Regions from separate parts of the Mus musculus genome. Here regions 1, 2, 3, 4, 6 and 7 are each linked to region 5. The links are chromatin contacts, called in public promoter capture Hi-C maps. All regions are on one chromosome and are shown on one strand. Each heading gives the region's core, a stretch centred on a gene start, on an enhancer-like site or on the middle of the called end of the contact. The rest is flanking DNA. Distances are from core to core; before and after follow the strand shown.

The links. Promoter capture Hi-C pulls out the DNA fragments that hold promoters and counts their contacts. Capture Hi-C pulls out chosen DNA fragments and counts their contacts.
Region 1: a contact with region 5 is called in a promoter capture Hi-C map of pre-B cells, with 5 times the contacts expected there. The contact joins the promoter of Haao here to the promoter of Thumpd2 in region 5. A contact is called at or near these places in 3 of 39 promoter capture datasets (embryonic stem cells, hippocampal neurons and pre-B cells).
Region 2: a contact with region 5 is called in a promoter capture Hi-C map of pre-B cells, with 6 times the contacts expected there. The contact joins the promoter of Cox7a2l here to the promoter of Thumpd2 in region 5. A contact is called at or near these places in 8 of 39 promoter capture datasets (the 3T3-L1 cell line, 3T3-L1-derived adipocytes, the C10 cell line and 4 more), 1 of 484 Hi-C or Micro-C datasets (pre-B cells), 2 of 115 datasets of contacts at active chromatin or transcription factors (acute myeloid leukemia and embryonic stem cells) and 1 of 9 other capture datasets (adipose tissue).
Region 3: a contact with region 5 is called in a promoter capture Hi-C map of pre-B cells, with 4 times the contacts expected there. The contact joins the promoter of Fez2 here to the promoter of Thumpd2 in region 5. A contact is called at or near these places in 2 of 39 promoter capture datasets (liver and pre-B cells).
Region 4: a promoter capture Hi-C map of the 3T3-L1 cell line shows a contact between it and region 5, with 12 times the contacts expected there. The contact joins the promoter of Mta3 here to the promoter of Thumpd2 in region 5. A contact is called at or near these places in 4 of 39 promoter capture datasets (the 3T3-L1 cell line, hippocampal neurons, liver and 1 more).
Region 6: a promoter capture Hi-C map of liver shows a contact between it and region 5, with 4 times the contacts expected there. The contact joins the promoter of Strn here to the promoter of Thumpd2 in region 5. A contact is called at or near these places in 2 of 39 promoter capture datasets (liver and pre-B cells), 1 of 484 Hi-C or Micro-C datasets (CD4 T cells) and 1 of 9 other capture datasets (liver).
Region 7: a promoter capture Hi-C map of pre-B cells shows a contact between it and region 5, with 5 times the contacts expected there. The contact joins the promoter of Kcng3 here to the promoter of Thumpd2 in region 5. A contact is called at or near these places in 4 of 39 promoter capture datasets (embryonic stem cells, hippocampal neurons, liver and 1 more), 1 of 115 datasets of contacts at active chromatin or transcription factors (astrocytes) and 1 of 9 other capture datasets (liver).

Annotation. Positions count from the first base shown.
Region 1 is chr17:83,844,625-83,848,467 of GRCm38.p6, forward strand. Haao (3-hydroxyanthranilate 3,4-dioxygenase) reads right to left here and starts at 2,166. Exons shown (of 10, transcript NM_025325.2): 1 at 2,013-2,166. The coding sequence starts at 2,092.
Region 2 is chr17:83,512,221-83,516,258 of GRCm38.p6, forward strand. Cox7a2l (cytochrome c oxidase subunit 7A2 like) reads right to left here and starts at 2,113. Exons shown (of 3, transcript NM_009187.3): 1 at 1,984-2,113. The coding sequence starts at 2,055.
Region 3 is chr17:78,415,809-78,419,524 of GRCm38.p6, forward strand. Fez2 (fasciculation and elongation protein zeta 2 (zygin II)) reads right to left here and starts at 2,344. Exons shown (of 8, transcript NM_199448.3): 1 at 2,025-2,344. The coding sequence starts at 2,275.
Region 4 is chr17:83,703,727-83,707,517 of GRCm38.p6, forward strand. Mta3 (metastasis associated 3) reads left to right here and starts at 2,458. Exons shown (of 17, transcript NM_001379391.1): 1 at 2,458-2,559. The coding sequence starts at 2,532.
Region 5 is chr17:81,063,500-81,067,778 of GRCm38.p6, forward strand. Thumpd2 (THUMP domain containing 2) reads right to left here and starts at 1,586. Exons shown (of 10, transcript NM_028138.1): 1 at 1,436-1,586. The coding sequence starts at 1,561.
Region 6 is chr17:78,734,785-78,739,022 of GRCm38.p6, forward strand. It overlaps Strn (striatin, calmodulin binding protein), which reads right to left and starts at 1,777. Exons shown (of 18, transcript NM_011500.3): 1 at 1,470-1,777. The coding sequence starts at 1,703.
Region 7 is chr17:83,629,619-83,633,474 of GRCm38.p6, forward strand. It overlaps Kcng3 (potassium voltage-gated channel, subfamily G, member 3), which reads right to left and starts at 2,277. Exons shown (of 2, transcript NM_153512.1): 1 at 1,345-2,277. The coding sequence starts at 2,000.

The sequences.
Region 1 (3,843 bases), core at 916-3,415, 2.8 Mb after region 5:
TTTCAGTGAGGCTCTTATAAGCAGTAAATGTGGAGGTCAGAGGACAACTTTTAAGAGTCAGTTCAGGTCTTCAGGTCTGTGATGGCAAGTGCCCTGCCCATTGGTCCATCCCTCCAGCCATTTTTTTTCTTTTTCTTTTTTTTTTTTTTTGGTTTTTTATTAATAGACTTGACTGAGATATACTTAGAACACATTCAGAAAGTTCTTGAGTAAGCCCATTTGAAAACTATACCCACGTATGACCTCCAGCCACAATGCACAAGCCAGACCCTGTACCTCCTGTGCTCACACAGCTATAGCGTATGAGAGTGGGTGTGAACCTGAGAGAGGATGCCTTGAGGAAACAGGAGTCCTGACAAGGAAGGGTAGATAGTCCCTGCTGTTTTATGTTTTGCTCAATGCAGAGTATGTGAGGTTTTAAGAGTGGGACTTTGGATGCGGAGACTCAGAGCGGGAGAGCATCTGTGAGGACGAAAGTGGACACTGGGTTCATGCATTGAAACCAAGGAACACCACTGATACCAGCAAAGTACCAGAGAAGCTAGGGCCAGGCATGGCACAGACTCGCCATGAAAACTGTCCTCTCAGGGACATGGGCTACTTCATACTGATTGGCGTCCCCTCTCAACAATTCTACAGGGAAGGCATTTTTTTTCAGTTTGCCTCCTGCCGTAAGCCCAGTGTCGGAGCATCGTGGTGCACAGCAAATACCGACTGACTGAATAAAGGGAGGCCCTAGGATCATGATGGCGAACTCGAGAAGTTCTAGAGGCTAGTCTGCTGGGGGTGGGGTGGGCGTGGGGGTAAGCAGGCCTGGAGGCTGGGCAGGCAGTTGCTTCTAACCAGGCTGATGTGGACTGAATCAGAGAAATGCCCACGGGCTTGGAGGGAGGAAGGCTGGGAGGAGTGAAAATGAGAGACAGCAGACAGGGAAGACGTGGAGAAGAGAGACAAAAATGGTAAAGCTCCAAACAGGAAAGCAGCAGTGGCAGAAGAGAGGAGGCTCGGGGGGGGGGGGGGGCTGTCCTGGTTAGCTACGGGGGTATTGCGCAGTGACCAAGAGCATGCGTGGACTTTGTAGTCAAACTCTTCCTGGGCTTGCTCATGGACTCTGTCCCCCTCTAGTTCTGTGACATTGGGAAAGTTACTTATTAAATCCCAACTCATGGGGGGCTATGTGAGAAGTCAAGGAGACGATGTGATATACTTGGCTAGTCTTCCCATTGGGGTGGAAATGTCTGGAGCCATTTGGGTTGGGACACTGCCCACTGGAAATAACTTATAGCCACACAGACACGGGGAGTTCGGGTCTGTGGAGGTGGTGCAAGAAGCTCTGCTGTGGAACTGAGGGAGGGGAGGGGGAGGGGAAGGAGGCAGTCTGTGCTGTAGTTAGAGGAGACTTGGGTGGGTCTGGTGTTTGTGTCCTGGCCTTGAGCCCTGAATTAAGAATCCCCAGGACTAGGGATGCAGCTCCGTTTGGAAAAGTGGGAGCCTAGCATTCACTGACTTCTTCCCTCAGCACCTCAGAAACAGGGTGTTGTGGCACTTGGGAAATAGAAGCAGGAAGATTGGGAATTCAAGCCCCCTCATCCAAAGAATTGTTCATCTGACTCCATAGCTTCGGGGTTTGCCAAGGGTTGAGGTGCTTGGTTCTAGGCCTCCAGGCCTTAAGTTCTAGTCCGGGGCATTGAACACCAGGTTCTCCCCAAGGTGCATGGGGGCAGTGGGTTGGAAAGGTGCTTTCAGCTGCGGAAGGAAGGAATGTCACACCCTGCCACCTCATCTCTCACAGCCTCAGAGACACACAAGCTGGTCTCAGAAGTCATGGCCACAAGTCTGTGGTCTCCAGAAAGAGGAACATACTGAGGTAGTGAAAGAAGAAACAGGTCGTTTTCACCCTCCCCAGAAGAGCACCAAGTGGATGGAACGCAAGGTTAGAGGGGGAGGGGACAGCTGAGGGAAGAGGAGTAAGAAAGAGGGTGGGTTGTAGTCACCGGGTGCTGGCGACTCACATAAGCTTGTTGCAAACCGGAGGCTGAAAGGAGGCCCGATTCTCTTCTACCCAAGACTTCACTCTCACACGGCGTTCCATGGCCGGCAGGCAGGACTCTTCTGCCCACAACGTGGTGGCCAGGTAATCGGGAGGTTGGAGTGATGCGATCTGCGACCTGCGATCTGCGCAGTCTCCTGTTGGCCACCTAGTTAATTAGGTTACCAGAGGTCAAAGAGCTGAGCAATCCCCTGCCACTCTGAGGGGGCAGCTCTAGAGTCTGAGACTACTTGCCCTGCCCCTGCACACACGCCGGAGCAGGGATCAAAGCCCAAGAACAGACCCGCCTCCTGGGACATGGCCAGCATCCTCCCAACACCTAGTTGCTCTGGACCGAAGCTGGACTCTGGTACCTACTGGGCCCATGTAAGATGCAGGACGCTGGGCTTTCAGCTTTTCGGGTTTCTTCTTCTGCCCTGCCTCTAAAGAAACATTGTGTTGGGAGAATAAAGGTTTGAAAATCGGAGACTTTGAGCACAAGGAGGACTGAAGGCAACAGGAGCACACAGAGGCCATCACAGGAGGCAATGAACAGGCTGCATCCAGTCTCCTCCGGAGCACGGAGGTCTGGCCCAGTCCTGCAGATGTGATTGGCTAGACCTGAGATACCCTGTCCTCACCTTGCTTTGCAGCTGAGGCCTGGTCCAGCTCGGCAGCCCTGGCGCCTAGTAGTAGTGGGCAGGAATGAGGTGTCCAGCACTGGTCTGAGTGAGCTCTTTACCCCTCCATGGGGAATTGAACCAGAGTCTTTAGTGTGCTAGGCAAACTCTGCCATGGAGCTTCAGAATGTCCCTGTCCCCTCACACGTCTTGTTTATATTTTATTATTTGGTTTTTGTTTTTGAGACAAGAAATCACTTTGTGACCCAGAATGTTGGGCAGGTTGCTATGTAGCTCAGGCTAGCCTCAAACTCTATCCTTCTACCTCAGTACTAGGATTACAGATGGATGTCACCATAAACCTACAATCCCCACCCTTGCATGTTTTAAGCCACCCACATGTGAAGACCTTTACAGGTGAAGATGGTCCTAGGTGTCTGTCTTATTTAGGGTTTTATTGCTGTGAAGAGACACCAAGACCTCTTATAAAGGACAAAGTTTAACTGGGGCTGGCTTACAGGTTCAGAGGTTCAGTCCATTATCATCATGGCGGGAAGCATGGCAGCATCCCAGGCAGGCATGGTGCTGGAGAAGGAGCTGAGAGGTCTACAGCTTGTTCTAAAAGAAGACAGGAGCAGTCTGTCTTCTAGGCAGTTAGGAGGAGGGCCTCAAAGTCCTCCCCAACCCCACTGACACACTTCCTCCAACAAGGCCACACCTCCTAATAGTGCCACTCCCCAGGCCAAGCACATTCAAACCCACCCCAGAGCCTGCCAGACTAGAGGCTCCTCAGCCAAGGTTGCCCTGGGGCAGGAAACGTAGGAGGAAGAGGGGAAGGCAAGGACCACCTACCCTCCAGGACTCACAATTCTTGGGAGAACTGAAAGGGAGTGAACTACAGAAGTCAGTGCGAGGGAGAAGAAATGGTCTCAGGCCTTTGAGCCCAGAATACAGACTACAGAATAGAAGAATTCCTAGTGGCTCCCTCGTGGCTCTCATGGCCACCCTCGCTTGTCTGCAGCCTGACAGAGTCTCTTCTTCTCAGAATTAAAAGCTCTGCTGGTGTAAGCCAAACTTGGACAGGCTCTCAGCAAGCATCTCACGCACCTGGCAGGGGCCTTCTTGTGTCCTCTCCACCACCCTTGCCCCTTTCTACAGCTTTATCTTTTTGATTATTCACTTGGCATGTTTCAG
Region 2 (4,038 bases), core at 863-3,362, 2.4 Mb after region 5:
TACCCTTTGCTTCATCTCCACTAGAAACATCTATAGAAACTAGAGAAACGGTGCAGCAGGTTAAGAGCACTGGCTGCTCTTCGGAGAGGACTCAAGTTTAATCCCCTCTACCCACACAGTGGCTCACAACTGTCTGTAATTCCAGTTCCAGGAGATTTGGAACCTCCTTCTGCAGGCCTAAGCATGCATGAAGCGCACAGGCATGCATGCAAACAAAACACTCATATACATAAAAAATAAAATAAAATATAAAAAGCACATCTACAACCACCACAAAAGAAACTGTGACATTTTTGATGAAACAACTCATACGCTGTAACATGAAGGAACCTCAAAAGTGAAGTTTCTGTGGGGTTTACAGGGGTTCAAAAACAGGCAGAACTATTTATAACTGATAAATGTCAAAACAGGAAGGCAGACAGGGGTTTTAATGCGAGTTTGAGAGACCTTCCTGCAGGTGGTATAATTTATGGTCTGGGTACTAACAAAGGAGTGCGTCACATGGCATAAGTATGCCAAACCTTGCCTAAAGTAACATACCATCTCTATGCACTGAAAATACACTATAGATGATGATACAATGCAATCAGCCATTTACCTACATCGTCTGTCAAGAAATCAGTCAACATACTGGCAGTTCTTTCCTTACAACTCATTACACTGGGTTCCACTGACACCACACTTGCTCACCTCTAACACTGGACTGTTCTTTGAGTGAATTTTCCTCATTTCCTTCCACATTTCTGTAACAGAACGATGGTGTCTCTCTCTCTCTCTCTTTTTATGATCTCTCCAGCAGCAAAGAGCCTACTAGCAGCCATGTCTGTTAAGCACCACATTCATAAAACCTCAGCAGCTACCAGACACAACACAGCACTAGACACTGAACACCTAAACACTCTTGAGACTTTTCCTCCTCAACCTCCCATACGACCCTTCTTGGCCTCCTCTCTCCTGAAAGCACATCTACTCTTGTAATGAAATCATACTTAAACACTGTCCCTTAAGATGGAGTGTCCCATAGGGGTAGAAAAGAGGCAGTAATGACAATCTCTTTTACAGCCCATACAGGTCACTTACTATTCAAGGTTTTTCAGCTTCGTGTCCCACCAAGGCTTCTCGAACTATGCTGAGCAGTGATTCAGTTCAGGAGAATATATAGCATTTATCCAGCACCAACCATCTGCCAGAAAATCTGCTCACTCGACACATCACATTTAACCCAAGTTAATGCTGCCCCGAATTAGAAGGGGCAGTCAAGGTCACTAGATTAAGGCTGCTAAATTCAGTACTAACCCAGTATTAAGTGGAACTCTAAAATACCACATTTTCACAACACTGAGATTGGAGATGGGAACGCCATTGATAGGATCTAACTGGAACCTGGATAATGTCAGATTGCCCAGTAGTCAACGGTCACCGTCTGCCACTTTAAAACTAGCAAAAGCATAAACCTCGTTGGGTGTCACTTCCGATGCTTTCCCCAGTATGTATGTATGTATGTATGTATACACATATATATATTCCCATGCCTTATGAGCGAGCTTCTCAAATCCGCCCTCCCAGTCTTCCATTTGGTAGCTGGGTAAAGCTGCTTTCTGGGCTGTGACAGGGCCAGTAACAAGAGGAAGTCACAAAGGCCACCTCAACCAGAGAGAGCAGAAACCCAAACACAGTTATGTCACCTTCTGCAATCCTTCACAGATTCTACGGGAAATCCACCTTAAACAAGCAACCACCCCAGGGGTCACCTTGACCCCCGCAAGGTATCAGACCTGAGTTCAGTGCCATGCAAACCTCGCCTAGGGTGCAGCACACACCCAGAAACCTCGGCGACCGCTCCAAGCCTGCGTGGTTAAGGACACCAGGGGACACCAGCAAGCCGGACCGGTCGGCCGGCAGAAACCCTTCACGGCTCGAACCTCGCAACTGCCTGCCTCGGGCTGCTGTTCTCCGGCCCAAGGCGACGCGGCAAAAGTGTACCTGCGGGGTGTAGGCTTCCGAAGCCCAAGCTCCAGCCAACTTCTGCGTGAAACTGCTAAACTTGTAGTACATGTTGGCGGAGGCCCGCTTCGCACCGCCGCTGCCTGTGCGACCGCCCTAGAAAAGGACCCGGCTTCCCCTTAGGCCCGCCCAAAGCTCAGCGCAAGGACCTTAATCCAAAATGCGGACTGTCTAGAGAACGCCTGACTTAAAACATAGCCTCCTACGCAACGTCGGGGGGAAAAAACCGCGCTTTCTCAAGACCTAGAAACGAAAACAAACTCTAAAAGACATGGAAAGAGGCTGTGTTCAGGCTTCCCGAAAACTCAGGCTTCTCTGTACCACTCACTTGGATGTGGGCAGTGCCAAGGCGCCTTGACAGGTGCGCAAGCGTCCTGTGGACAAAGAGGGCGGCTGAGAGCGACACAGTCGGTCAGAGCGAGTTCTGGGCGGGGCCTAGAGCGGGGGCGGGCCCAGGACGTGGGTGGGGTCTCGTCAGGCCCAGGTCCCGCCCCATTTCAGGGTTATTAGTATCTGTTGAGGGGTCTTAATGTACCAAGGGTTGTTAGGAATTTCACCTCAGTTATGACAAGAACAGCTCTTTGGAGCCGTGAGTGCATCGCCTGTAAGCAAAATCCTGTCTCAATGCCGGGAAAAGTGACAGGAAAGGAAAGAGAGTGGGAGAGAAGGAGATAGGAGAGAGAAGAGGAAAGGGGAGAAAAGAGAAGAGAGATCAAGGAGGGAGATGGTGAGAGGAAGAAAGGAAAGAAGGGGTAGAGGGGAAGAGGAAAAAGAGGTGAGGGAGAGAGAGGAAAGAGGGAAGAAAAGAGGGAAGGAGGAGAGAAAAGAAAGAGGAAGGGGAGAGAGGGAAGAAAGGAAAGAGAGGGAAGGGAGAAAAGAGGGAAGAAGAGGGAAGGAAAGAGGGGAGAAGGAAAGAGAGAGAGGGGAGAAGAAGAGGGAAGAATCTATAGGCTTTGTGTAGACGTAAACTTAAAGCACCTGTGTGTGCATCTTGCGCTTTTGAGAGTGAGATTTTGTCAGCATTCATTTGGTTGCTCATCTCTTCCTAGGCCCTGTTCTTTGAGATAAACGTATGCAGGGGAGGTGACTGGGAACACTTGTGAAATCTCTACCTTCTGCTTGAATGATGCGCAGTTACAGCTTCCTGGTTATGGTTATACTCTGCCGCACCATGCAGTGTGACTTAAGCTTCCACTCTGAGTCGAATACTGCATAAACAGAGTGTGCCGGCTTCCTAACCTCCAGGAACAAGTTTTTAGTCCTATCATTTAACCAGAGGTTTTTGCACACACATTATAGATTTATGCATACTATATTTTAAATGTAAGTTGGTAATGAATAGCTGATGATGCCAAGCTTAACATAGTATTTTCTCTAAATGCATTGAACCCCCACAACCCGAGAATTGGTACTATGACCATCTCTATTTTACAGCACAGAAGAACGGAGCGACTTGCTGAGGACAGCAATTAGTGGCAGAGTCAGGCACCAGGCTCAAGAGTACAGATAAATAGATATAAATCCAGGGCTGGAGAGAGAGCTCAGCGGTTTTAAGAGCACTGACTGCTCTTCCAAAGGTCCTGAGTTCAAATCCCAGCAGCCACATGGTGGCTCACAACCGTCCAGAATGGGATTGACACCCTCTTCTGGAGGATCTGAAGACAGATACAGTGTACTTACATATAATAAGTAAATAAATCTTTAAAGAATAAGAAGAAAAGACTCAAGGCTGAGCACTCTAGAGCAAGGGTGTGAATTAGCATCCTGCCTTTGTCTTCAGCACCTCAAATACCCTGAACAGCAAAGATTCCAGCAGCTTCTAATGATGAGTAATCCAACCTTACTGTCCACCCAGGCTTAGTTGCTGCAACCAACACCATGACCAAAAAGCAAATTGAGGAGGAAAGGGTTTATGCAGCCTACACTTCCACATTGCCGTTCATCACCAAAGGAAGTCAAGACAGGGAGTCAAGTAGGGCAGGAACCTGGAGGCCAAAGCTGATGCAGAGGCCATGAAGGGGCAGATCTTACAGG
Region 3 (3,716 bases), core at 1,094-3,593, 2.6 Mb before region 5:
GGGGAAAGGCTAGAATACTTGCCTAGCATGCATGTGCCCTGGGGTTAAGTCCCAACACCACAGAAAACTGGGTGTGTTAGTGTACACCTTTAATCTCACCACGCAAGAGACCAAGGCAGAAAGATGGAGGTTCAAGGTCATCCTCACTACAAAATGAGTTTGAGGCTAGCCTGAGCTACATGAGACTCCAAATGGAGGGAAAAGGGTAATAAAATAAAACCAGGCTTAGCAGCTTATGCATATAATTTTAGCACAAGAAGGGCAGCAGGAAGACCAGGAGTTCAAGGTCAGCCTGAACTGCAAAGCAAGTTCAAGGCCAGCATGGGCTGCAAGACACAAAACAGGAAAAGCAACAAAATAGTTTAGATTTTACAGCCACCTAACTCTGAAGCACAGGCTAAAATAAACTTTCCAGAAAGTCCAGCTGAACCCAAAATAGGTCTTCTCTAAGAATCCTGGTACAAGCTACACTCACTCATCTGTTTTAAGTAAAGTACTCATAAATATAAATTTAAAAATCCTGAATGTGCAGTAAGTCTCAATAATTCAAGTCTATAAATCTACATAGAGGAAGCCATCTGCTCTTTGGGGAAAATCTACAAAAGTCACCTTTTGCTGTGCACCGCATGCTTATCTCTGCATTTAAACTCCCACCATACACTTATACCTCCACTGCCCTTGAGGAGAACATGGCTAGTCACCCATGTTAGCATAGGTCCTCTCTCTCTGCTCTCTCTTGGTAAATTTCCTAATTCCTTGAGAAATTAAAACTCTTTAATGCCATGAATCTTATCATAGTTCAAGAATTCCTCCCATGGTTTTGGTGCCTAAAGATACCGGGCATCAAGCAAGACCAATGACCCCGGAGACCTGGGATCTGTAAAAAAAAAAAAAAAAAAAAAAGAGAGAGAGAGAGAGAGAGAGAGAGAGAGAGAAGCTGACTGTACAAGTGGTCTGACTCCAAGGATGCGTCTGACAGGCTTGCTTTACCCGTCCACAATCACACAAGTACTCACACAAAATTATTAAGATGTAATAAAAAATGCTGTTGTTTCAATTCTCCTCACTAACATGTAGTGTCTCCGGCCACCATTGTGTTCCCAATGTTCTGGAAACGGGTCCTACCCATCACCTTCCAAGAGGGCCAGTACTCTTAGGGTCTCCACTCACCCTGCAAACAAAACACTCGAGCTCACTGGCTCGCACCATTCTTTTGGCTAGATTTTCACGAAAAGATGCGGTACATAATTACAACTCTCGTGTAAACAAACAATAATTGGGTTTAAAAGTGTCTGAATAAAGCGCTTTCATCAACCCCTGTGAATGTCATCACACTGAAGCTAATCACAGAGAAAACGGGAGCCATTGCTGCTGTGCACTGGTCTTCTGGATACACTATTAGATATCATTAGTAAGGGCTACCATTTACTTTTTGCCTCTGTGACAGTTTGTTCTTGTGGGCCCAAGAGACTTCTATAACTTCAATGGTAACTCACACCTCTGCACTCTGCCTAACTCCCAGATCTCCATCAAGGATTCAGTTAGCGGCTATAAAGTCTTCATTCGGACATCCCCTTTGAAATCTCCCGTATCCGGTACAAATACCTATCAAAGTACTCATTACACTCGGAAAACATGTGCTTAACCAACCTATGTCCCATCCCACTTTGTGTCCTACTTGAGAGGAGCAATGCCCACTTCGGCATCCCCAGTGCCAGGCCCCATGACAGGGGCTTTAAGAAAAGCGAGTTGAATGAATGAACTGAGCCACACGTGCCCCAGGAGGCAGGGTCTCCACAAGGAAGCACACAGGGGTCTGCAGGAGGGTTCAAGGGGAAGGAAGGCAGGGCAACAGCGGGCATTTAAACTCCAGGGCCAGGCCGGCAGCCCCGGGGCGGGGCTCAGAGCGACCGAGGAAGAAGGAGGGCGCGGGGCGGGGCCTGTGGGGACTCCCGGCTGCGGCGGGGGCAGGGCGAGGTTGGGGCCGCTCCCGCCCGCCCGCCCGCTCCGGGGCCCGCACTCACTCGTCCCCTTGCAGGAGGCTGCACTCCGTGATGGGCCGCACGGCCGCCCGTGGGGGCTCGGCCTCCGACGTGGGGCGGAAGCACAGGCTCAGCTTCTCCTCCAGGCTGGAAGCCAGCGCCGGGAAGCTGTCGCCGCCCGCGTGTGCCCCCGCGCCAGCCTCCGGGCTCGCGTTACAGTTCTCCTGTTCCTGGACACTCCCGGCCGGCTCCTGGAACTCATAGAAATCCTGCCAGTCCCCGTCAGCCGCCATCGCGCCCGCTGCCGGCGCCCCGCCCCGGTCAGACAGCCACGCCCTGTCGCTTCCAGGCCACGCCCCAACGGTGCCCGCCCACTTGAGGCCACGCCCCTTGTCCTCCAGCTCTTGGTTGAGCGGAGACCCAAGCTGACTTTAAAGTCTTCCCTTCCTGAGTCTTCTGGAAGACCTTAACCGAGTTGAGTCACTTCCGATGTTCTTGAGCATTTAGAAACAACTTCCCTCAGTGTCCCTGTCTAAAAGTGGCTAAAAGGAAGACTTCTTTAAACCTACTTACTGTCAGATTTTTGCCCCATAGGAACATTTCTAACACTCCATCTAGATTGACAAGATTTACTGGGAAATGTTTGCTTGGTACCAAAATCCATTCCACAAATACATCTCTCCCATGTGCAAAACGCATGCTTGCTAATAATTATGTGAGTGAATATGCTCAAAGTACTTAGAAAATGCCTCAACAATAAATACTCACCTGCTTGCTATGCATGGTCACTTCTTCATTACTGTAGCCCGACCTTTAAAATTTAATGAAAATTAAATCTTGTAAAAGCATGGCTGAGGTATGGAAAGCTTTCTTTTCATAGACCTAGCTTCTTATTTGTTTGTTTATTTGCAAAATAAAATTATCCATGAAGGTAAAGAGCAGTGATTGTTGTATGCCATATACACTGTACCCTGAAGATGGCTAGGATTATAGTTTTATCACATGCATTTAACTACAACAAAAATCAAGGAAAGTAGGCAGATGCAGTAAATGCCCAATAATAGACAGAATCATTATTCCTTCAAATGTGTCATTCAGGTGGGTGAAACATCTTTCAATAATATATTATAAAATGTTATAAAACAGAGGAGCAATGCAGCTGGGGAAGAGGGGGAAGGGGGTAACTGGGAGGAGTTGAGGGAGGGGGAACTGCAGTCAAAGGGATTGTATGAGAGAAAAGTACATTTTAAAAGGGAATATATATGTATATATATATATATATACATATATAGTGTCTACTCAGGAATTGTATAAAAATTTATTGGGCAACTCAATCCAGTGAGCTCGTTTTATATATAATTAAATACAAAATGCCCAATGAATTTCCTTGCAAACAATACCTGCCCCTCCTTGGGTAAAAGGAAGTGTTAAGTGGTAGAATGTAAGAAGACATTCAACAGGAGACCCATTTCTGCCATGTTGTGGTACCATGCTCTTCCACCCAGCCTTTCTCTAGACTCTTTGACTCAGCCTTTCTTAGAAACTACCCAGTTTCAAGTTTCTGTTCCCTCGCCCCTTCACTCAGTATGTCCTGTCAGCACTTCTTCTCCTTCCTGACAGGCTGCTCCCTTCAGCTAACTTCTAGCTTGAACCAAAGCACCAGCTTCGGGTTTACACAGTCCATCACCAGGGGCCCCCTGAGGAGGAAGCCGGCCTCCTTTATCACTCCATAGA
Region 4 (3,791 bases), core at 1,208-3,707, 2.6 Mb after region 5:
CCCAGCCATGGAGCTCAGGCTAACCTCAAATTCCCCGTGCAGTTTAGGATAATCTTGAACTCCTGCTATTCCTGCCTCTACCCCCCAACTGGACTTTAAGAAAAACTTAGTGTGTATGTGTGCATGTATGTAGGCTATAATGGGCATGTGTGTATGTGTGTATGTGTGCATGTGTGAAGTCTATGATGGGCATGTGTGTATGTGTGCATGTATGAAGTTTATGATGGGCATGTTTATCTGTGCATGTATGAAGTCCATGATGTACATGTGGGGCTCTGTGGACAACTTTTGGGAATTAATTTTCTCTTTCCAATGTATTTGTTCCAGGGGTCGAACTTGTCAGCAAGCATGTTTACCTGCTGAGCCATCTCCTATGCACCTCCAGCCCTACTCTTGTTCATATTTATTACTTAAAAATAATGAGAAAGCCTTCTAAAACTTATGATCCATTTCTTTGAATTTTCAGGCGGCATTCTTAGTAGAAGACAGACTTTGCGGTTCATGCTGTTTGGGCCAGAGGGATTAGTTCTGATGCCGGAATACTATTCCAGGTGAACTATCAGCTGATGTGTGTCAGTTTAGAAATGGAGAGTGGTTTCAGATAAGTCACATTATATTTTCGGTAGGATCCCCAGTAAAAGAGTTATGATAAATGATAAATAACAGCTATACTGTCAGCATACCAGAGCTCTTTTGTTTTCTTCCCTGGGCCAGAAGGGCTGAGGACTCACAGTTTGCAAGCTACCAGCGAATCTGAGGCTTTCCAGAGTACAAAAGAATCGACAGACACCTGCTATTCTCAATATTGGATGCTAGAGGAGCTTCAACCAAAATGCAGTCTTCTTTTCCCGGGACAACTCCTACTTTGGCACAGCCCTTTAAATCAGCATCACCAGGCACTCCAACCCACAATACTAGGCCAATGTTTATTGTGCAACAAGGCCTGGGTGTAGTTTGGAATGCCTTGGCTTTCCTAAAAGAAGTTATGTGTTCATTGGGGAGAGTCAGTCAGGAAGATCTCGCTCTGTATCCCAAGCTGGCCACAAACTGGAGCGCCTCCAGCCTTTGCCTATGGAATACTAGGGTTACAGGTGTTTAGTACTATGAGGACCATCTATATTCAAAACCTCATAGAGGGTGTGAGGAACGTGAAAAGGGATCTATAGCTACTCAGCATGGGAAAACTAGCCACTTAAGAGCTTTCTGATGGGACAAGTGATCCTACACCTGTAATATAACCCAGCACTCAGGAGGCTGAGGCAGGAGGCTACAAGAGCCAGCCTGAACTGAGACCCGTATTAAAACAAGTAATGTTGGTGAGGTAGCTCAGTATAGCCAGGCCTGACTATCTGAGTTCAATCTCTACTCCTATGATAGACCTATACATATATATCTCATAGCATTCATGCCCTCACATGATAGATAGATAAATAGATGCATGGATGGATAGATAAGTAAATAAGTGTATTAAGAATTTAAAAACAAACCAACAAACATGAAAAGTTAGTTCTATAGTTAAATGACTAGCCTGTGCAAAGACCTGGCTTCAATCCCCATTAATGCAAAAAAAAAAAAAAACCAAAAAACCAAAAACGGGGATTGGGGCGAGGACGTGCTTTTTGACATAAAACTAGTTAGCTGACCAGCAACCCCAAGCTGTTAGACACGACCTCCTCCTTTTGATGGGGGGAAAACTGCGGATTGTGGAAACCCTGTTCTTCTACCGGCAAAGGAAGCCCTCTTGTGCTGAAGGCCTCCCCTGGTCAAAGCACACGCTGTACACAAAGCCTGTTTAGAGGCAGGGCTAGAGGATGTGTGTGTGTGTGTGTGTGTGTGGGGGGGGGGGTCGGTTTTGTTCAGCCCAGTTTTGGCACAGCCACGACTGACCTGCCAGTGTGGTCGGGGTGAGAAAGTCAGCTTCCAGTTCTTTTCATAGCTGGGTCTCAGACTTGAGCAAGCTGCAAGTACGTAGGGTCTTCTTGGCCCCAGGGCCTGTAGGCTCTAAAGCCACCAAACGTCCTCTCACCACGAGGGAGGGACGCAAACAAGCATCTGTCGCTTGCATTGGCTGCATCGGAGAGTTGTACCCAGAAGGGCGTTCGTGTGCTTGAGGTCACACATAGAGGGGTGTCCCTGGGGAACAGAAGCAGGAAAGGAGAACCTGTCCCAAGGTGGACAGGTGACGCGGGCGAGAGAGACGCTCGGAGTGGCTGAACCTCTGTCCCCACCCTGGTTCTTCCACAGCCCCTGACCCTGGTGTGCTACCCCGAGGCTAGTGCGGGTGGCCCCTGGGGTCTTCGGCCCCCCGCAGCCCGCCGCCCCGTTCCCGCCGTGCTCCGGCCTCCCGGGCCCGCTCGGCGTCGCTCTGCCGGCGCTGGGGGCGGGCACAGCCCCCTCCCTCGGTGTCCCCTCCCCGTCCCTCCCCCTCCCCCGTGGCGAGGCGGCGGCGGCGGCGGCAGCGGCGGCGGTCGAGGCTGAGGCGGCGGCGGCGGGCGGGGCTCGGCTCGGGCTCCGCGGGCGGGCGGGCGGACATGGCGGCCAACATGTACCGGGTCGGAGGTAGGAAGGCTCGGCCCTTCCCGGCCCGTCGGGGAGCGGGCGGTGGGAGCGGGGGTCCGGGCAGCGCACGCTTACTGCCAGCAGCCCGGGAGCCCGGGGCTGAGGGCGCCGCGGGCGGGGCGCAGGGGGATCCCCACCCCCACTCCCCTCCCCCACCGCTCCTGCCCGGCGTCTCGGGGCCAGGCCTCTTCTGGGGACACGCATCGGACACCCCCTTTACGAACGCCCCAAAGGGACAGAGCCCCTGCAAGCCCCCTAGCTGAGTGGTCTTTCCCTCGCGTGGCTTTTGGGCACGAGGGAGGGGGGCTTGAGCACCCCTCACCCCAAACCCCGGCTTCTGCCTCGGTGTTAGCGTGGGCTGGGGACGATGGTGGCCCAGGTGGGGGGCAGAGCTCGACAGGCCTGTTTGCAGAGCCCGGGCCCTGCACCGTCGCTGCTTCACCCCCCATTCCCTTCGGTTTCCCGTTCAGTCCCCCTGAGAGTGGGGCTGTGTGTGGGGCCAGGGAGCCGCAGCCCCAGGTAGGGAGTAGAGCTCAGCCTGGACGTTGGCTCTGCTGTCTGTCTTTCCAGCCTTCTGCAGAAGAGAGAGAAATAAGGTCAAACAAACTTTCCCTGCTCACGACGCCCTCCCTCCCTCCTTCCTGGTAAAATAATAATTCAGATAAGTGGCGTGTTTGTGAGTGAGACTTGCTCTTCCGTCTTTGCTCATTAGCCGAGCTCCTGATGGATGATGGTGGGGGAATGGCCTGGCTAAATGAGGCCACTTAGCAGCAGAGGGCTGGGAGAGAGCCGCCTAGGTAGACCGTGACTGTGCAGTCTAGTCTCTCAGGTAAACACATAGTGGGAAGTTTCCAGCCACTCTGTAGAGGAAAAATCCTGTACCTTTGGTTGAAAACTTGCCATGGTTTCTTTATAAGAAGGGTCTAAATGGAGTTGAATCAAATATAAAAAAAGGGGGGAAAAAAAACAACCCAACACCCAGCCCCTATTCCTCACCATCCCAGGTAGAGCAAGGAAAAGTTTGATACCTGCTTGCCCTTACACATTCTGCCTGCCGATTTTTTTTTTTAAGTTGATGTTTGAAATGAATTTGGGCTGTTAAGCCTTTCTTTTTCTCCTGATTTGTCTCAGGTCAACACTTTTATGTAAGAATCGTTGTTGAGGGCTGGTTGGATTGGAGGGATGAGGCGCTAGTGGGAGGCTGCGTTGATGAGCTCTGATACATAGTGATG
Region 5 (4,279 bases), core at 336-2,835:
TTCTCTTGTGAGTTGGGCATGTCCTTGTTCTGTGAAATCTTTCTCTGATTCGTCACCTTGTCTGCCATTCAATTAGACATCACTTTCAAACATGGCTGCCTCCTTCTACAAACTAACTTGACTTTCATTGTTTGGGCTTAAAGATGTGTGCTAAGGGCATGCCTGTATTCCAGCCAGATGGATTAAAGGTATGTGCTAAGGGCTGAGCCAGACCACAAATAGAAACATGTTTGTTTGTTTTTGTTTTTTCAGTAAATAGCACAATCTTGGGGTTCACAGTGTGATCAAGTGCCCTGCAACATGTATATGCCCACATGTGGCTGGGTTGGACATTATATAGTTATGCTTGATTTCAGAATCTGAATATCACCAACATCATTTTGTAATTGTGTAACTTGAATACATCACTGGATTCACCTGGTTAAGACTGGGTATTAGTCTTGTAGAGGAACCATGTTTGCATCCTAGCACCCACGCAGGGCAGCCCACAATCACCAGTTACTCCAGCTCCAGGGAGATGAGCTGATGGTTCACGCTTTCACTAGTATGAGAACACACACAATTAAAACCAAAACAAACAAACAAAAAAACCCAACAAACTTTAAATCCTTGATGAATGCGGAGGTTATTATTTAGATATTTAATTTAGATTAAATTTATTTAGATTAAATGCTAGTCTTGGCAACTCTCCCCACTGCACCTGCACCTCTATCATCTCCATCTGCATCTCCACCATCTCCATCTGGATCCTCACCGTGGCAGAGACTCCTTTTGTGGGCTTCGAACACTGCTCCCCAGAGGCGAACAGCTAGTTTGGTTTTAGCAAGCTTCCCCTTTCCAAGAACATGTCACACACAAAAGTCCCGACCTATCCTATTACATCCTTTCCCTGTGTTTTCAAGAACTCAGTTTGCACATCCTGGTACGTTTGGAATTTGTTCACTAGTCACTCATTGAAACGCACGGGTAGCAGGGGAGAGTTCTTGTTCTAGCTTCTGTTTACCACGTGTGTTGTGGGTGTACTGGGCATGTCTCACAGTCCTCCTACAATGTAAAACCCAAGCTTGTCAAGTAACAAGACTCAAACAAGTAAGCCCGGGAAGTATATCTGCATTTAAGGTATAAAGGAAGGATTCTAACTCTAGCTATTGCCATGTCATAGTTTCTTTTTAAGGAATCCCAGACAAAAGTGGCTTCCGCACCCCTCTGTTTAAAACTTTGGCTGTGACAGATATACAGTGACCATACTGGATAAAGAACGAAACCACCAGAGCAGCCGGTTGCTCTCAGCAGTCATCAAAGGTCCCGGATGGGGCCCACTGCACGCCAAGGATGGGGTGCTCACAAGTCCTTCCCGGGCCTGAGCCCCACGCTGGTGCCAAGAGGGGACCCGGGGCGAGCGTGGCTCCCCCCGAGCACGGTGAGCCCGACTCACCTGCGTGGCTTCCAGCCGCGCGCGCACCTCCCGCATCAAGAACGGCTCCAGGCCGCGGCCCGCGGTGCAGAAGAACCGGGCGCCGCCAGCGGGGTCAGAACCCGGGTCTGCCTGGGCTACAGCCATGGCGCTCAGGCGCGACCCCGAGACCCGGTCACGTGAGCTCGGGAGCGCGCCTGGGAGCCTTCAGTGGAACGCGCACCGGAGCGTCGCCTTTGCAGGCCCGCCCTCTATGGGGCGTCCCGGAAACTACAGCGAGCCTCCTGCAGCCAGGCATCTCTGATTGTCAAGGGTCCTGGGGATGCTGTCCTTACTGTCTTCATCTAAGACTGGGCCGAACCGGTGAACTCAGGATCAAGAGAAGAAATTCTTGTTCTCCAGCAAAATGTCTTTGTGTTCCCGACACTTGTTACATTTCTTGAATCTGGCCAATCACATAGGTAAATAATGAATGTGCCATCCAGTTTAGTCTAATCGATTTGAGCTAGTGACGGTATTTGAATGGTTTTTTTTTTTTTTAAAGAAAAACCTCTTGAGTTTTAAAATGACAAAATTTGATATAGATAGAATAAAAATCTATCTCTAATTCAACAACATTAAATTAGCTATGTAGTTCTATATTGAATCAGATATTAGAAACTGTTAGAGGAATATTTCTCCAGGTCCAGAAATGAATGCCAGTGGGTAACTGACATTCTCTTGCCCCTTAACCAGTGGTCAGCTCCTGAAGGGTTGGGGCAGTAGAGCCAAGTTCCTTATGGAGTCCCGTCACCTGAGCGTTTCCAAAGGTCAGCTCTAAGTTGTTTCATTTGGTGGCTCACCCTAGACCTGTCCCCAAAAATTAAAAATAAAAGAGGGACAACACCTGAGGAAGGATACCTGAGGTTGTCTTCTGGCCTCTATGTGTACACATGCACATGTACGCCGCACACATATTTTCCTGCATATACATACATGTGCGTGCATACACACATACATACATAGTCTGTACTAAAAAAATAGTCTCAGATGCCTTCAGATGAATTTAACTTACCCAGCTGCAATCTGCCATTTGAATATTACTTATTCAACATCGAGGAAGTTGGAAGTCAACAGAAACAATTTTAGAACGGACAGACTTTAATTCTCTTTCATGTTTGTCAGTTCTGTATATTTCTATAATAAATTTTAGTCATTTTTATCTCACCTCAAGATGCACATTTAAACTGGAGTAGCTGTGAGACATTTGCTTCACAGTTTCTCCCTGTTTTGATGTGATTGTCGATTCCCTTAATTTCAAAGGTGTTTAATGCATGCAATTGACTATCAGAATGCAGATGTTTTAGGCTGCGAAATTCCTGGGGAGATGATAGTTTCATTCATCCGGATACCATAGTCATACACAGGCTTACTCTCGGTAGGTAATAAGTTAGTTTGGTGCTGAATTGGATGCAATTCATTGGCATAAGACTAAAAGAAAGACCAACACAGGAAGTCTCTCTCAGCTAGGAAGATTGCTATAATTGCCTAGGGTGGTTAGGTTTTTTTTTCGACTTGCTTCAACTTAAAATCACTTATAGTCCTCAACCGAGGAATCAACTGGATCAGGTTGGCTTGTGCTGACGTCTCTGGAGGTTTGTCTTGCTAACTGACACAGCCCACTGTGGGTGGCACCATTCCCTAAGCCGGGAAGGAGTTTCTGCTTATAACCAGAAACCAAGCAAGCCAGCCTCCATTTCTCTATCTTCTTGCTGCTCCCGAGTGTCGAGGTGGCACATTAATTCCATAACCTGGAACTGTAAGCCAAACAAACCCTTTCCGCCCCTAAGTTGCTTTCAGTCAGGCTGTTTTATCCTGGCAACAGAAATGATACTAGAACACCATCCTATCCGCAGTGGCTATTGTGAGCAGGCATGGAATAAAGGAAAGGAAGTGTGGGCAACAAAGTAGGAAAGTTGGGGTGCTAAAGGGTAGGAGATCACTGCACCCCTGAACTTCTTTGCAACATACCTTGTTGCTTTCCTTCTTCCTGTCATCTCAGCAACATATTCTGTAGCCAAGGGGAATGAATATCCCTCAGAATGACCAGGATGGTCTTTCAGCAGCATTCTTGCTACTACCCTTTCCTCTATACTGATGCTGTTGAGTGTTGGTACCTGGCCTTGTCCCATTTTCCCCAAGAGATTAAAGAACCATTGATAGAGCCAACTGCGGGAGTTATTTTTCTCCTCGATGCAACAAGATACATGACAGTGGAAACGTCCTTATGGAGGAAAGAATAACTGTGCGCATGATTTCAAGATTGTGGCTCATATCTTGGTTAGTTTTACTGTCAACGGAAGTCATCTGGGAAGAGGGAACCTTGATTGAAGAATTGTCTCAATCAGAGTGGCCCGTAGACATGTCTCTGGGGCATTGTCTTGATTCCTAATTGATAGGCTTTTTCCTCTCTTCCCCCCCAATCCCCCCCCCCCCCGTGACACAGAGAAAGGCCAGATTAGACCAGATAAAAAACAGATAAAGGCAGGCTTATTAGGAGCCAGCTCTCAGGTAGGTTCACCAATCTCACAGGTGGAGGTCAGTGAAGTCACACATCCGGGCTAAAAGCAAGGGGGTTTTATAGAGCTTCAGCGAGGAGTGATATGCTAGTTAGGAGCTGGGATTGTATCCACACATGGTCAAAAACTGAGTTCCTGAGTGGGTTCTCTTGAGTGGGTCGCTGGAAATGGGGAGACAAGGAGTGATGACAGGTTAGCTCAAAGTTTTCTCCAAGCTGATGAGGGAGTTTTCTCTGTGGGGCTAGGGTTTGGAGAAGGAGGGCAGACAGGGTTTCCCAGCATGTGTGGGGGAGAGCAGGGGTTCCAG
Region 6 (4,238 bases), core at 527-3,026, 2.3 Mb before region 5:
TCATTCAATTGCCCTACCCACCGCCCCGAAGTTGGTTACACTCCTGTATTCCTAAGTTTCATCGGAGATAGACATAACCGTGGGCTAGTTCACACAGCTCTATCCACTGACTGTCCGCCTTCTCATTAAAACAGAAACTCCATGAGGGGGGCAGGTTTCGTTAATCGGAGTCTGGATACACAAGGCAGGCATTCACTGAGCCCTGAACCTGTGCTGAATAAGTAAGGGTTGAAACTGAAGCCCAGAGAGGTCACAGAATCCCCTCAAGGTCACAGAGCCGGACTCAAGCCCAGCCTTTATCAGAGACTTATTTACCATAACCTTGCCTGTTTGCTCCTTCTGTGGCCACATCAATCTCTCAAAGCAGTACGCTTCTACAAGCGAGTCTCTTCAGTGTTTCTTTCTCTTCATATTTTGTGCCAAAAAAAAAAAAAACCACCAAAAACCAAAAAAGAAACACACTTCGAGTGCTTCGCAAACAAACTAAAACTGTACTCAAATTTCATAAGCATACAGATTTAGCCCATAAAACAGAGAGGCACAATTCACAGCTCTTTGAGTTCCTCTGGAAATTAGTGTATGTGTTGGAAGTTTTATAAACAGTCACAGTAAACCTACTTACCAACTCAGAGTGACCAGTGAGTTACCAACCTTTCATGCTTCTCTGGCGCACAAGAGCTCCTCTCAGATAAGCATGCTTTATCTGGCAGGTTATGCAAGGGGGCAACGTAGCCCTGAAGCCCCTTTAGTTCCTTTTAAGCTCTGGACATACAAATCAACTCTTGGGAAGTTTGAGATTCTGTGAAAAGATGTCCCACCTCTGCCCATTTTCTGACTCCCATCAATCAAATCCTTCACTGAAACCTATGAGTCTAACCCAAACGCGAATGCGGGATGGGGTCAAAGGGCAGACAGGGAAACATTTTCAGACATAAAACTGGAGCTGACACTGCTAGTAACATCAGTTTCTCGAGGAAAGCCAAGGCCTCACTGATACAACTTGTGTTGCTTTCTCTGGTCACCTTCCTTGCAGAGTGAGCGATAGACAACTGCCAAACCCTTCTGCGAGGAACGTCTCTAGACCTAGGGTGCGTCAGGTTGAGCCAGGATGATCTGCTCGGAGTCTCTCAAAACTACTGTCAACCCAATCAGTAAACCGAAAGGGACAGACAACCCCAAAATGTGGCATGGCAAACCAGTAGGAATAAGCACCGGAGTTGAGAGTGGGGAAAACAGCCGCCGGGAGGGTAAATGGATCAGAAGGAGTGGGAAAACAGGCTCAAGGAAGTGGGATCAGCAAAAAAAAGTCAAAGGTGACTGGAGGAAGGGGGATGAGATTCTGGAAGTGATGGGCGCAAGGCAAGGGGGAGGGGGCGCGAGCGGGCTGGGGGAGGGGGCGAAGGGTCTGGGGCGGGGCTGAAGAGAGAGAAGAGGCGGGATGAGGACCGCCAGGCCGGGAGGGTCTTTACCTGCAGCTCCGCCCGCTCCACCTCCCACTGGGCTCTCTCCACCTCGAAGCGGGCCCATTCGTGCTGCAGGAAGTGCAAGATCCCCGGGAGGCTGTACTGAGCTCGGGCCGCCCCCGCCGCAGCCGCTCCGTCTCCGGCCGCTGCAGCCTCCGCCAGAGGCCCGAGCCCCTTAGCACCGCCAGCTCCCGGGTGGTTGTTGCTGAAGAAGACGCCGGGCCCCGCCTGCTCGTCCATGGCGGCCGCACGAACCCCGGGGAGCTCTCTGCCTAGGCGCCCAGCAGCGGCGGCAAACTGCGGCGGCCAGCTCTGCCTCCTCCCTCCGCCGCTCCCCGCCCACACCCCAGTCAGCAGGGAGCAGCCGCCCGGGCGCGGGGGCCGGGCGAGCCCGTGACGGGCCGGGAAGTGGGTCAACTGCGGCCCGCGGGGCTTGCCGGGAAATGTAGTCCCGGGGCGTGGCGAACCCCGCTTGCCTGTAGGCCTGCGCCTCTCGGAGGCCGGACCGAAGCCACGCCCTTTCCTCGCCACGCCCTCCCCTGACGGCTCCGCGGGTTTCCTCTTCGGCAGTGCGGCCAGCCGATGCCCCTCGGGTCGCGCCGCCGCAGGCTCCCTTCATGCGGAAGTTCGCGAGCGGCGCTCCCTGTTGCATATTCGCACGCGGAAGTTATCACGCCAAGTACCAGCCCTAGCTCCACTTAGTTTAGGGCTTCCTGGTCGTTTTGTTAAGAAATAGGCGCTGGGCAAGCCATCCGGTCGTCTGCCCCCTCGTCGCCCTTTTCGGGGTTCATCAAAGCCTCGACACCCCTGGACCACGGCTTGCCATCGAGCCTACCATTCATCCCCAGAGGGGCTCAGTGCTTGTTAACAGACCAGTTTTCCCTTAGGAGGAGGAACTCTGGTCTTCTCTCTTTCTGCTAAGGTTCGACATTTGCCATGAGGGCTTTTTCTAATTTCCAGTTTAACACTTGGTCTGAAATATTAGTATTAAAAGTCCCTTTCTCTGTGCTAATCCTGCTTGTAAATTCTGCCAAAGTTTTAGATCTCCAGTAATAAAGAAGTGCTGCCTGTCCAATCTCATTTTTCCCCCCATCTTTGCGGCAGTTTTCACTCAATTCGCTTGAACAAGTATTTTATTGTCAGTAATATTCCGTGCCAGGAATATAAAGATAGATGTCACAGTTCTTGTCATCAAAAGGAGGTTGACATACATATAGAGTCACAGAGCCCTAAGGGCTACAATCAGAAGGAACAAAGTCCCTTTTTGCTCTATTGCACTCCTGAACCCGGGAACCTCCCCTTCCCACTTGTCGCTTTCCTAATTTCTTGGGCAATTGATCTTTACACCAAAGGCACACTAAAATCCTTTCCTTCTAAGTGGTTTGCCAGTGTTTTCCCTCTCTGAGTACCCTGATAACTATTATCATTATAAATTTACACTACACCAACTGGAGAAAGGAATGTGCCTGAAGAACATTTAAGAAATGAAAACGAAATTAAGTAATTATTTATCTGTCACTCCAACAAAAAAAAATTGTAATTTTGTTTTGATCTGGTGGACATGAAAAAAGAAAAAAAGAGAGTCAAGATACAAGCTGATGAGTGACTTGCAAGGGAAGGGCATCCTGTCCCTGTCCTCTCTGTTCCCTGGTCTTCCCATGGCAACTTGTGAAAAGGACAGGAAACACATTGTCTCTGCTCGGGTTGCAAAGAGCGATGGCAAAGCCCTCTGCTCAGTTACTGAATGTTTCTGCTTTGTGAATTCATTCTTTATTATCATAAAAAGTTGATCCAGGCCTGGCCAAATTCCTTGTGTCATAAATTAGTTTGGCTCTAAATGTTCTTTGAGATCCAGCCTGATTCATTCACAGCTCAAGAAATTGAGACTGTCCTCAATGAGACCTTGAATGACAGATGACTACCAAAACTAGCACCCAGATTACCTGCCTGTTAGCCCAGTAACCTTAAAAAAATTAAGCTGGACATGGTGGCACAGCCCAGAGACAAGAGACAAGCAGAGGGAAACAGATTTCTGAGTTTGAGACCAGCCTGGTCTACAGCATGAGTTCTAGGACAGCCAGGGCTAGTTATATATTTCTCTATCTATCTGATTTAATTTTAATTAATTAAAAACATGCTGACTACTCTTATATCTATCAGAACCAAGAAAACATAAATAGAATTTTTTTCCTTTCTTTTTTTTTTCCCTATCCTTTTCTTTCTGTTTTTTGTTTCTTGGATTTTTGAGACAGGGTTTCTCTGTGTAGCCCTGGCTGTCCTGGGACTTGCTCTGTAAGACCAGGCTGGCCTCCAACTCAGAGATCTACCTGCCTCTATCTCCCAAGTGCTAGGATTAAAGAAGTGTGTGCCACCACCTGGCTAAGATTGGAACTTTTTCATCTGAGCGATTTAAGTAATTTTTATAAGCTTGGGTGTTAAACAATCTGTTTTTTTCCTCTAACAGAAGACATGTCAGACAAGACAATGGCTTTAAACTGATTCACAAAAGACTATAAAACATAATTAAATGCATAGATAATAAGGCAGGGTAGATGATTCAGTCAATAAGGTACTTGCCATCTAAGCATGGGAAACTGGGTTTGAATCCACAGCACACACATAAAAGCGAGGTGCAGGCAATGACCTGTAATTCAGTAATGGGAGATGGCAGGATATAAAGTAGAGACAGGTAAATTTATGGATATAAGTGACTAGCCAGTCTGGCCAAACAGATGAACTCTAGGTTCAGTGAGAGATTCCTGACTCTATTTAAAA
Region 7 (3,856 bases), core at 1,027-3,526, 2.6 Mb after region 5:
AAATATTATCAAGGCCACTTTATTTATAAAGGAAAGTTAATTCATCGTATCAAGGAAGTACCAAGGAATCGATCCCTCTCTGTGAAGTGGAGACCCGACCCAACACACAAAACAGGACGTTCCTAAGTTTCTTCTTTTCAAAGCACAGGTCTTGGATTTCATGCCAAGATGGGATGCTGGCAATGGGCTCTGTGCTTCCAGTCCACGGTAGTTACTGTTAGGATTCATACAGAGAGGAAGGGATGCACTGCTGCTGGGTCTGCACTTACCACAGTCCCTAGCACACACAGGCCCATCGGGAAAGGATTACAGGACACGGTCTTGACTTGAAAGTGAAGGGGGAAAAAAATTAGGGCAGAAAATGAATGGGTGAAGGCTCCTAGAAGAGTTATCAAACAAAGGGTGAAAGAGAATATACAGTTTGGGTTTTATGCCCAAAATGGCTGTCTGCTCGGAAAGTCCAACTTTAGTCTGCTTATTCCTCCCACCAAATATGCAAAATAAACTCACTTGTTCTAAAAACAGGAGAGTGCTATCACCATTAAGAGATAAGCATGAGCTCAGGAAAGATTAAAGTGTTTTCTTTTCATCCTAGTAAAGTGGGGGGAGGCGGGAAGACACTTCAATGACCGAATCCTGTTTCTGGGTTTGGGGAAGTTTCGCTTTTTCTTCTCTCCCAAGGTAATAGCTGTTTTTGTTTTCTTCTCCACACTGAAGACCCTCTGAATGAAACTCCAAATCCTTAATGCCACACAGAGGAGAGGAATTTGCTAGGTCCACACTTGCTCGGAAAGGAGAGAGGAAAAAGGGCACAGGCACCCATTATTCAGAGTCTATCACTAAATTAGCCTCCTTTATAATACGGATTCCATCCCAGCACACATTACGCCGGGAGCAGGGTGTGCAGAATGTGTGGGCACTGAAGCAGACCACATTTCACCGAAATGAGACTTCATCTTTTCAAACACCACCAGTACTGGCACATATTTCAAAGAGCTCTTAGCTCAAACTGAATCATCGTGCAAATTATTGCGTGTTAGCAATAAAAGTTTGGAAAATCTAATTAGCAGGTTGCTATTTGGTCAGAACTAAAACACAAAGCCTGGAGGTTTTACTCTAAAAGGTGAGACCCAAGCACAACCACAGGCTGCGCCTGTGAAAAGGGGGCGGGGTTGGGGACCCATAGATTCCTCACACCCCTCGGCTGGAGCGCCAGGGACCTCCTGGGGCAGGAAAAAAGCCTAGCTGAGCTGCCAGGCAGACAGGACGGAGACCGGACGGACGGACGGCACGGATAGACGGGACTGGACGGACTGGACGGGCAAAAAAAGCAGTGCGTCCTACCCGGAGGGTTCCCTCCCAGGGCTGGCGGAGTACCTGCTCCGGTCATCCAGACTGCGGTTGTCAGCAACCGCCGCACGCCAGTCGGGCAGCGTGCTGGCGCACAGCACCACCATGGACACGATCACGAACACCACGGACACGCTGGCCAGGATCTGCGCGGCCAGCGACGACGTGGGCTCCTCGAAGGTCCGCCGCATGCGCTCCAGCCAGCGCCGGGAGGGGGCCGCCTCGGGTCCGGCGGGACGAGGCTGCTCGCGGCCCAGCTCGTCTGCCGCGTGAAAGGTGTGGGTGTCGGACATGCGGTCGTCTAGGCGGCGCTGGCAGCAGTACTCCAGGTGCGCACCCTCCAGGCCCCAGTAGATCATCTCGTTGTAGAAGGAGAGCTCGCACATCCGCGGCGCGAAGCGCAGCTTCCCGTGGCCGCGCACGTACAGCAGGATGAAGCCGAAGGCCTCCGAGTGTCGGTCGAAGAAGTACTCGTTGCGCTCCCGGTCGTAGTCGTCGCACACTTCGAGCACGTCGCGCTCCGAGCGGCAGCCGTGCAGCCGGCTCACGCGGCGCAGCGGGAAGTCCTTGAGCAGCTCCCGGGACAGCGAGTACCGGGCGCCGCCCACGTTCAGCACCACCGAGGCCGCCCCGCCGCGCCCGAAGGTCATGGCTGGCCGCCCCGGGGGCCTGCCCGCCGCGCGCACGGGGAGGCCGCGCCGTCGGGGCCCGAGCTCCCCCGGGGCTCGCGCCCCGCACCGCCCGCGTCCCCCGCGGTGTCAGTGCCGCCGCCCCTCGCTCCCGGGTTCGCCCTCCCGAATCCGGGTGGCTGGCCGCAGCTCCAGGTGGCGCCGGTCTCCCAGAGGGCGAACGTTAGCCGAGGCACCGTGGGCAGGTCTGCCCGGTCCCCGGCGCACGCAGCCCCGCCGCCGTCCAGAGGCGAAAGGCAAAGTGAGCCGGCTCCGGCGGCGAGGAGCGGGCTCCGGGAGGCGGGGGCGGGGCCTCCCTCGCCGTCCTCCTCCTCGCCCGCCGGCTCCGCGCGCTCCGCTCCCTCCGCGCGCACCTCCTTGCCCGCCCGCGCCCGCACCTCCCGGCTCGCTCCGGCTGGGATTCCCCGGCGCCCCGCCCCGGACCTCGGGCTCCCCGCCTCGTGACGCCGTGCGCCCCCGCCCGCAGTGGCCGGGAGGGGTGCGCAGGGCGTGATGCGAGCTGCGGGGAGCCCCGGGGCCATCCGGATGATGGACACACCTCCCCCAGGCTCCTTTAAAGAGTCCCCCGAAGGGAGGAGACAGGAGGGAAGGAGGGGTGCTGAGGTGAGGACCAAGGTGCGAGGTTTGAAGTAGGGAGCAGACGGCGTCTGGATGAGCCTTTGCCAGAGACTGTTGGAAACCCTGGTCGGCTTCTAAGGCCGCCCCAAAGGATTTCTCAAAGCAGGCAACCCAGTCGCGGCTTTGCCTGCAGACTTTGCGCTTCCTCTCCGCGCGTGGGGCACCCCACGTGCCGTGCGCTCCGAAGGCGGCCGCGCACCAAGCTCTCCCCACCCCCTGCTCCCTGAGGGATGCCATGGGCCAACGGACTCGCCCTAGTCCCCCATCTTTCCCAGCCTTGGGGTCCTAAGAAGGCGCCTACACCGCTCTCACGATGCCTCCGGTGGAGTCGGGTAGCAGTCTGGAGAGAATTTTCTTTCACTGGCAAGACCAGAATGTCTTATTGCCTCGATCTTGCATTCTCCTTTTCATGCTATCTCGATGTCCACTCCTTCCCTCCCCGTAGCACCCCCGTGCGACTGCGGCACCGGCCTTCAAATGCAGAGGCAGGGTTAAGGCTTGGTGGAGTGGGGTTCGACTTGGCAGGCATTATTTTAAACAGCAGTTTACACATCCGACACCGGCAACCCAGCCCGTCAAAGGCAAGAAACAGGTGAGTTATATATAAGGGAGACGGCGTTAGATGCAAAACAAACCCTGGAAATAAAAATGAATAGGGAGGGTGGAGGGGTGAGATGGGCTCCTGTGACCATGGAGTACCTGGGGAAGGGTTTTGCTTTCCCCCTCCACTTTCCTAATTTTGTAGGACTGCCCCGTGCCCGCTAGAGGTCACCATAAGGAGTCATTTGCTCTGCTTCTCGGATAGATGTTAGTGAAAACAGCCGCCTGCAAATTTGAGTTCTCTTTCTGACAAAGTCACCCTGGGTGGTTCTTAGAGAATGAAAATCTCCATAAGCTGTTTATCCCTAGACTTGGATCATTTTTTTTTAAGCACTTAATGTGATTAAAAGCTCAAAAACAAGAGTTATTTATCTGCTAAGTAGCTACTAAGCAAGGAAAACATCCTGAAGGAAGTGAATTCAATACGGAATGGAAGGAGGTGCTGGCAGAAGGAGCCAGGGACTCCGGGGGAGCAAATGCCAGATGTGAAAGATTAGCGACTGTAAAGAAAGCTAATGCATTTGTCTGGCTGGAACAACGGGAGTTCTAAGACCTGTGTCCATGCCGGGCTATCTGCAATGGGATCCCTGAAGCTTTAA